Linked DNA regions of Zea mays: region 2 is linked to region 1. A link is a contact called in public Hi-C data. All regions are on one chromosome and are shown on one strand. Each heading gives the region's core, a stretch centred on a gene start, on an enhancer-like site or on the middle of the called end of the contact. The rest is flanking DNA. Distances are from core to core; before and after follow the strand shown.

What was found. A called contact is a pair of places that touch in the nucleus more often than the background predicts.
Region 2: a Hi-C map of ear shows a contact between it and region 1, with 2.3 times the contacts expected there. The contact joins the promoter of IDP351 here to the enhancer-like site in region 1. A contact is called at or near these places in 2 of 25 Hi-C or Micro-C datasets (ear and leaf).

The regions. Positions count from the first base shown.
Region 1 is chr3:223,427,956-223,432,114 of Zm-B73-REFERENCE-NAM-5.0, reverse strand. It overlaps LOC103651481 (Extra-large G-protein-like), which reads right to left. Exons shown (of 5, transcript XM_008677120.4): 3 at 4,100-4,159; 4 at 3,794-4,017; 5 at 2,459-2,996. The coding sequence ends at 2,942. Among protein-coding and RNA genes, the nearest start is that of LOC103651481, 7.4 kb to the right of the region's middle. Within about 2 kb of position 1,829, at least 11 of the 20 cell types and tissues checked have an H3K27ac peak or open chromatin away from gene starts, as enhancers often do. A contact at or near this core is called in ear, where this site is marked.
Region 2 is chr3:223,530,407-223,534,565 of Zm-B73-REFERENCE-NAM-5.0, reverse strand. It overlaps IDP351 (Seh1-like protein), which reads right to left and starts at 1,917. Exons shown (of 8, transcript NM_001157175.2): 1 at 1,520-1,917; 2 at 590-701. The coding sequence starts at 1,663.

The sequences.
Region 1 (4,159 bases), core at 580-3,079:
AGCGGTCGGTTCCCTAGATGCCACCACGTAGGGCACATGACTTTGAGGTGGGTGCGTCTACCTCAGCAACAGCAGCTCGGCCAGCACCAGCTGATCCAACTCTACTATAGATTCTAGCCTCTTTGTAGGTAGACCAGAAGAGGCAGACTCATGTTTAGGAGTAGCAAAATGAGTGTACGTGTTCAATACCAAAATGGGTAGCCGGACTGTCCGCGATGGTGGCGCGGATGGTCCACGCGTGTGCAGAATCAATTAGGGTTCTGGATTTCTAGCGAGATTTATTAGCAAAACCTGCAGGATTAGCTCGGGAACTGACTTGTAACCGATCCAGACCTTCCTCTTTATATAGATGAAGGGTTACGGCCGATTGAAACCCCCACAATCGATCCAATCAATTCTACTTGTCATTTTACTGCCATTTTTTACCTTGCATTAGGAGTAGGCCTAGTTTAGCCTTTCTCTACCTTGAACCTTCACCTCTCTTTGGCTATATGTCAATTAGAGGCGTCTTGGGTGGCCTGTCGATCTCAAGATACACCCTAGAATCTTTCCTCCCCCGACGGGGTCCCACCCAAGAGGCGAGATCTAGTTCTGCTGCGAAGAAGACGACCCTCTGCGACATCGTGGACCGTTTGAGCCCTAAGCGTGGACCGTCCGGATGTACGCAGAGAAAGAGTCGCTCCTGTGTTAGGTCGGTCCAGGACCGGATCGTCCGCGCCTCCGCAGAGACCACCACTAGGTGGTTCATCTTCCAGTGATTGGTGTCTAGATTGACGTCAACAGTATGCTCATTGTGTTTGAGCAAATTCAGCGGAGACAGGACAAGTTCTAGCAGTAACTTCTAGCTACTCAACAATAGTCGTGTGCCTTTATGGAGCATATATTGAGGATACTATAAAGTTTGCTATGGTACCTTTGATGCTATGAAAAATTTTCCAATCTAATATCCTTCGATCTTTAAGGGGATTTATGTTTAGTAGTAGCACGTGCGGACCGTCCGGATGTACGTAGAGAAGGAGCCGCTCCTGTGTCCAGGTCACTGACCGTCCGGCTCAGAACCGGACCGTCCGCGTCTTCGCTGAGAGCACCAACAGGTGATTCATCTTCCAGTGATCGATGTCCAAATCAACGTCAATAGTATGCTAACTGTGTTTGAGCAAATCCAGCGGAGACAAGATCAGTTCTAGCAGTTATTTCTGGCTACTCAACATTAGTCTTAGCCTTTATGGAGCATATATTGAGGATTACTATAGTGTTTGATATGGTACCTTTGATGCTATGAAAACATTTTCACTCCAATATCCTTCGATTTTTAAGGGATTTGGGTTTCTAAACTAGCTCTGAAGTGTTGTTCCATTGTCCATCTAGTCTACATGAACAATGGTTCGAATCAGCAAGCTGTGCACGTGAGCCGTGAGACATGGTGTGTCTTGCGTCCAGCATCCTGCAAAGTTCAGTCCTTGGGTCGCCTACGGAGTGTGACACGTGTGTGTGTGTTGGCGAATGGGTGTGTGACACTACTCCAGACTGCACAGCGCGAGTGCTGCTGCTGATTCATCCGTGGAAATATCTTATATGCACTGTTCGTGATTAAAAGCTGATGAGTTTGTGGATCGAGATATAGTTTTTAAAACTGGCAAAAGACGAGCAGAGCACGCCGAGAAGAATCCCCGCAAAGCGAGAGTAAGCGACAATGGGGCGCGTATTTCCGCTGGATTTGACCCTGGCCGTAGATTCTGTATGAAACTATGATCGGTGGCGCTTTAGCAGAGCCTGTGCACTCAGCAAAGCTAACGCTTTCGAGTCTGTCCGCACTAAGCTGCGTGCTGCTGGTAGTGCAGCCGTGGGAGAAACGGCGACGCCATGCTGGTTGCTTCACATGAGGGACCGCTATCTTAGTGGGGGACAGCGGCTTTAGGCCTTGTTCGTTTCTATCGGATTGGTGGGTCGGAACGATTCCTAACCGGATTGGTTCTTTAATTTATATAAACTTTGTTTAGGCGGAACGATTCCGGGTGCAATCCGACACAAACGAACAGGGCCTTATCTGGGTTTAGGAGAGTTATATCAGAAAGACCAGCCCGACTCAATCAGTGCAAGCGCACAGCAGATGGCTCCCAACTCCAGCATCCAAACCAGAAGAACCACATCGTCACCAGACACGCATAATTGTATTGTCGCTAAGTTAGCCAACAGGAATCAAACGTCAGTCACCAGTGATGCTCTCAATACACTGATTCTTCATGCATAACTGCAAGGGACACGATCATGCGAACCGAGTCCCGCTCAACTCCACGGCAATGCCCATGGTTTTGAAAACTCTACTGCTTCGGTAGATATCCAGATTTACATCTGCAACACGTCGGGTTTGAATGCAGTAGATGGCCAGGGGTGGTTCAGGCTTTCAAAATAAGACTCTTATTAACAGGGTTCAGGAATCAATCGTATTGGCAAGAGATTCAAGAATCAAGATCACATATATATACATATAAATATTAGGGGAAGCATATCTCTACCAATATATTACAAGCCGACAATTGCTCATGGTACATCTGACAACACTTCTATGCCTGTGATGGGGCAATGTACCGATAATGATAACACATTCAAGGAATAGCACGTACAGGCAGAGCAGTGAAGTTAAGAACTGCCTGATAATCTAGAGTCACTAGCAGCACACGTCGCTTCCATTGAAGCAATTGAAATTAGCAGGAGGGGTACTATTGGTAGTCAAGTCATTAGACCAGATTATCTTGGTTTCTTGAGTGCCAGACAACCTTCGCCGCACACCAAGGATCTTAAGTACTGCTGCTTCCAGAGCTCCAGTCCAAGAAATCTGAGATTTGATACCACCGTCCCGCAGAAGCCACACGTTTGCCACCCCATTGTCAGCTTTGAAGAGTGTATTATTAGCAAAACCAAGATCCTGTACTAGAACCAGCTATCTAAACTCTTCAGGGACGTGCATGCCAAAACCACGCTTCAACTTCTCAATCCTATTCAATAACAAGTAGATAACTGTAAGTACATGACCATATTCGAATAGTCAGAGCTAGAAAAAGCATGCATGCGCTGTAAGTTAAATGGTAGGATGCATGCCCTGGCCCTCAGAAAATTAATGACACAACACAACTGCTTGAGGATCCTGGACTGGTCGATAGTTATAGCCTTATAGGCAGGTACACGGTGCACAAATGCTACAGGAACATAGGTAGAAAGATATTGGCTTTGAAGAACAGGCCACTCGCATAAATTGGGAAGGTAGGGCAGACGCACATCTACAGTGGATTTTGATATTTCACTTGTGGCGCTGGGTTGGTAATTTGTAAAAATAGCTCCATGTTGGAGCTTTTCTTTTATGAGAAAGCACCCAAAAAAATTTGGGGGGAGGGGGGGAGGTCACGGTTGAATCAGCATAGTCTGCAAAGAATTCGCAAGATAACTAGGAATATATACAGAAAAGCCAATTATTTTAAGGGTGGTTGAAGATTTGAAGATAGGTTAAGTCCTAGTTTGGAAACCACATTTTCCCACAGAATTTTCATTTTCCAAAAGGAAATTAGTTCATTTTTCCTTGGGAAAATTGAAATCCCTTGGGAAAACGCTGTTCCCAAACTAGCCCTAAAGGGAGTGTTTTCCCTAGTCACGTTGAAATGGAGATTCAACATGGATTGAATCTTATGGGAGGGTAAGATTGGTCGTTAGATCTATCTGACAATTCTAAGTTAAGAGTGCAACACAAAGTTAAAACAAAAAATTTGAAATAGCATGCATAAAATGTACAGAAACTTACGTAGGAGCAAGTTTTCCAAGACTGCGTAGTTTTTTTCCAGTGTCTTCATCAATTACATTTCCTGACATCTCAAGAGAGTATGATTTTCCAGATGTCCGTGGTAGTCCTCTTCCTACAAGTAGATCTAAATCTCTTTGATGCAGTTCTCTGCCATTGACAAAAACACCAGAATCCCCACCGGCACAATTTCTGGCCATCGGATAATTAAATTCTCTAATAAATGGCTGCAAAACAACAAGAGTATTCATAAGAAAACTAAGAGCAGTAGAACATCCTTATGTAGAAACTAGAAAGAACTCATCTTACAGGGACAATGCCGATACATTCTCGTCCCATGACACCCCAAAAACCAGCACGGTAGTCGTA
Region 2 (4,159 bases), core at 668-3,167, 100 kb before region 1:
ACAAGGACAGAAATATCTGTTGGTGGTTTGTTCAAATATCGCAGAACTAAATTACTCCCTCCGTTCTTTTTTATTTGTCGCGGTTTAGTTCAACATAAACTAGCGGACGACAAATATTCGAGAACAGAGGTAGTACAATTTAGAGAAACACAAGATACAGACAGGACTTGAAGTAAAGGTCAGGTTCAGTATATCGTCCAATCCTATCCTAGTAAAATAGTCTTGTACTCTTGTTATTCATTCTACAAGAGAGGTTGTTAATTAGTCTATATATCCAAATATTCCATGGTAAAAGGTGCTTTCGTGGTCAAAATGAGTTCTCCAGGTAACCACCAGACCAGCAAGAAAAAAGAGAAATTTAAAAGATTGCTAAGTGATTCACATTTTTTCTGAGTCAATGCACACAAGGTACTGTTGAATATATTAATACACACCACCAAAAAAACGCAAAGCTCTCTGACATGAACATAAGGTACTGTTTAGTATTCCAATACATAAAAACTAGCAAAAGCATGTGAAATGAAAGTACAAGATAATTGCAGATACAGAACATCATAAACCAAACCTAAAAGGCATAGAAATAACTGACCAGCAGCAACCTCCTCCCACAAAGACAGTGTCCCATCAGCACAAACACAAGCTATAGCATCCCCATACTCTGGAGGAAGCCAGACGACATTCACAATGGCTTGCTCATGGGCCTGATCCAACACCAACCAGGTTATACACCAGAATACACCAGTTTGTACAATCAAAAGAACAACTGAGATTAACACAGTAAACATAGAAGGAACCGATTTTGGATAACAGTTTTCAAGTAGTCTTGTGTGCAATGCCCACAAGGCTGCATATCCATCATAATTTTCAGAGCAAGCACAAATTCAATGTCAGGAACTCGAATTATTGCCATGAGAGAATTATTACCATCCCACGGCACTGCTACTTAAGGACACTTACTAGTCTATGGCCCTGTTTGTTTCATCTTTTTTTAGCTTCTGGCCACGAGAAGCTGCTGTAGACTGCCAAACACCTAGTTTTTTAGCCCGTTTATATGAAAATCACTTCAGTCAAAATCGTCTAAAATCAACGTGAATACAGAATCGGCTGATTCGTTGTGATAGTAGGAATCCATCACTTTCTACATGCTAAACCCTATGAACTTATTTATCTTTCTCCGCATATAATCTTCACGATACTCAAATTCTCTCAATGGACAGATTCCCTCCGCACTCAGAAAACGCTTTGCTGAAAGAACAATATTTGTGAAATCTAGAGAGTGAATTTGGTAATTCGCCCCCACGCAATGTGCCCATGACAGTCCTGCCCATCATCGTACGCAAGTACTAGAATGTAATACTAGGCAGCAACAAGCTCTAAACACACACGGGGCAACAGAAGGCACTGTGCATGCGCTGGGGGCAGATGAACTCGAGCGAAAGCTACTGAGAACGGGGCAAGTCGTCTTCAGCCGGGGGGGAGGGGGTAGGGGAGAGACACGGAGGAGCGACGCGGAACTGACCTGCCACTTGAACGAGGGTGGCGGCTGGGAGTCATAGACGGAGACGGAGCCATCGACGGCGCCAGCGGCGAGGCGGCGGCCACAGTGGTTCCAGCCGCAGCACGCCGTCCCGGGACCCAGCTCCGCCACCTGCCGCTCCGTCATTCCGTCGCCTCTTGCCCTCTACGGCTCTACTAGTGACGTCGTGGCGGCGGCGAGTGTCTGCCTGAGTTGAGTTGGGTCGGGCTGCGGGCCCGGATTTGCGGCGTTTCGGGTGCGACCGTGCGAGTGAGCCCAGAAGGCTGTCGCTGTCATGCACTCAGGTCTGTTTGGCAAGGAATCCTAGCCCAAGCACTCAAAGTCCAACGCCTGAGATCTGTGCCAGGCCAGGCAACTTTGGCCGGCTTCAAACCAAACAAGCCATGCTATGAGATGAGGAGATATATATATATGGGCCTGTTTGGTTCGTGGCTAACTGTGCCACACTTTACCTAAGTTTAGTCGTCCGAATTGAAGAACTAACCTTAGGCAGAAAAAGTTAGGCAAATTATGGCAAGTTAGGCAGGAAACCAAACATGCCCATAATTTTTTTTCATCCTGAGAGGGTGTTCAGTTGTGGATAAGAAAGTTGAAAGTAGATAGATTCTAGAAAACTTCCTCTCTTTATTTCAAGGCTCCTTTGGATCAAAATAATTTTATAGGAAAAATAGGATTCTGATTTTCATAGAAATTACTATTGTAGCATCCTTTGGTTTGTAGGGTTGAGCCTTAGGAAATTTAGAGGAAAGAATCATTTGTCATTGTTTCGTATGCAAAATGCATGAAAACAAGCATCCAGTCATATCTTTTTTTTCCAATCCTTTGCCCCAACTAAACAACCTTCCACTCAAAATTATTTTTTCATTCCTCTGTTTTACACATGCATTCCTATATTGTTCCTACATTTTTTTCTATTCCTATGTTTTTCAATTCCTACTTTCCAGGTAGTGTAGATAGTTCTTAGAAGTTAGAGTTGAGTCCGAGCTTTGTCTCGGAAGTTCTAAATTTCTCTTGGGGTCTTTAGATATATCTTTTTTTTTTACCAATGACTATTAAATGAAATCTAGTTATCTTGTGTTCTAGTGTGAGCACTACCTTTGTTTTACTTTAAGTATTACATTCAAATATTACTTTATTTTACCTTTATTTCTTGGTTATTGTTGAGGTAGTATAGGAGCACTTTAACTAAGGCTTAGCATTGTGTTAGATTGTTGATTATCAAGTCTTATCTGGCTTGTTGATGTTATAAGCCACACCTAGTCATGGTTACTATGCTAGTTACCTCTGACCCTCTGATCCAGGAGGAGTTTCAATGTTTAAGCTCCACTTGAACACTGTCATAATGTATCATCCTATCCATGCAGCTATGGTTGGTAGCCCCTATGTGTGACACTGAGAGTGTGGTCTATGTATCACGACCTCGTTGTCAAATAGGCATGTAATTGATAGCTGGCTTCCCTTCGGTGTTCCACCTATCCGCCCCTAGGAACCTTGAAATCTACGGAATTTCGCTCGAAGCAAGTTCTTTCTTGTAATTGATCATCAATAAGCAAATCACGAATAATCCTTTACAGCATAGTAAAGGTATAATTTTGGCTCTTTGCGCCTAGTTGTCCGCCTAGGCAACCATATGGTCCCTTTCTATTTCTTCTGCATACACCTAGTTTGAATTACATTCACCCTCGTTTAATTACTAGTGAGTATATTTACCAACTTTACAGTTCAATTTAAGTTTCAGTTGGTTAGTTTGCCTCTAGCCTATAAGCTTCACTGTAGAAAATATGATACCTGAAATACTCACGGTGAATGGCTATAATCGGTCTTTGTGCACTTATGGAGTAAAATCCAATTGGCATTAGAACCGCCAGCAACAACCTCGCATATTGTAGTTGTGCCATGGTCACCGTAGCTTGTGTCACCTAACCATATCCATGTTTTTGACGGGGAAACTCCTACAACAGAGATTTATTACCAAAAAGAGAATTGTACACATATAACAAAGAAGAAAAAGGGTGGGAGGGGGGTTATGATACAAGTAGTCTAGAGAGTAGAAAGCCAAGAATGTACAATGACAGAAGAAAGGTGGTTCATTCTAAGCATATTTAGCTTAAGAGAGCTCAAAAAGTTTTCCCTCCAATAGTTGAAAGATGGAACATCTCCTCTGAAAATTGTCCCATTTCTTCCCTTCCAGATCTCCCAAACAGCCACATAGAAAACTTCCATGCAGAAAGCAGAGCCAAATGAATCATGGGCGACATGCAACATCTGAAAGGAGCTCTCCAAGTGATTCCAACTGATCCCGAGGAAATCCCTGCAGACTTTGTTGAAAGGACACTGAAAGGAAAGATGATAAGTTGTTTATTCACACTAAAGATGGCGCATGACACATCAATAGTCACCTCCCTCCACCGGATAGCTTATTCTCTTAAGCATATTTCTTGAGTTGAGCCTGTCCCTGAACAACCAAATGAAAATTTTGATTTTATTGCACACCTTGGATTTCCATATCCATTTGAAAAGGGGTGGGGGTAATGCCTTGAAAACTATATTTGTAGAATCTCCTAGTATGAAAAGAGTCATTTCCCCCTCCCCAATCAACCAGACATCATTCTCATTCATCTT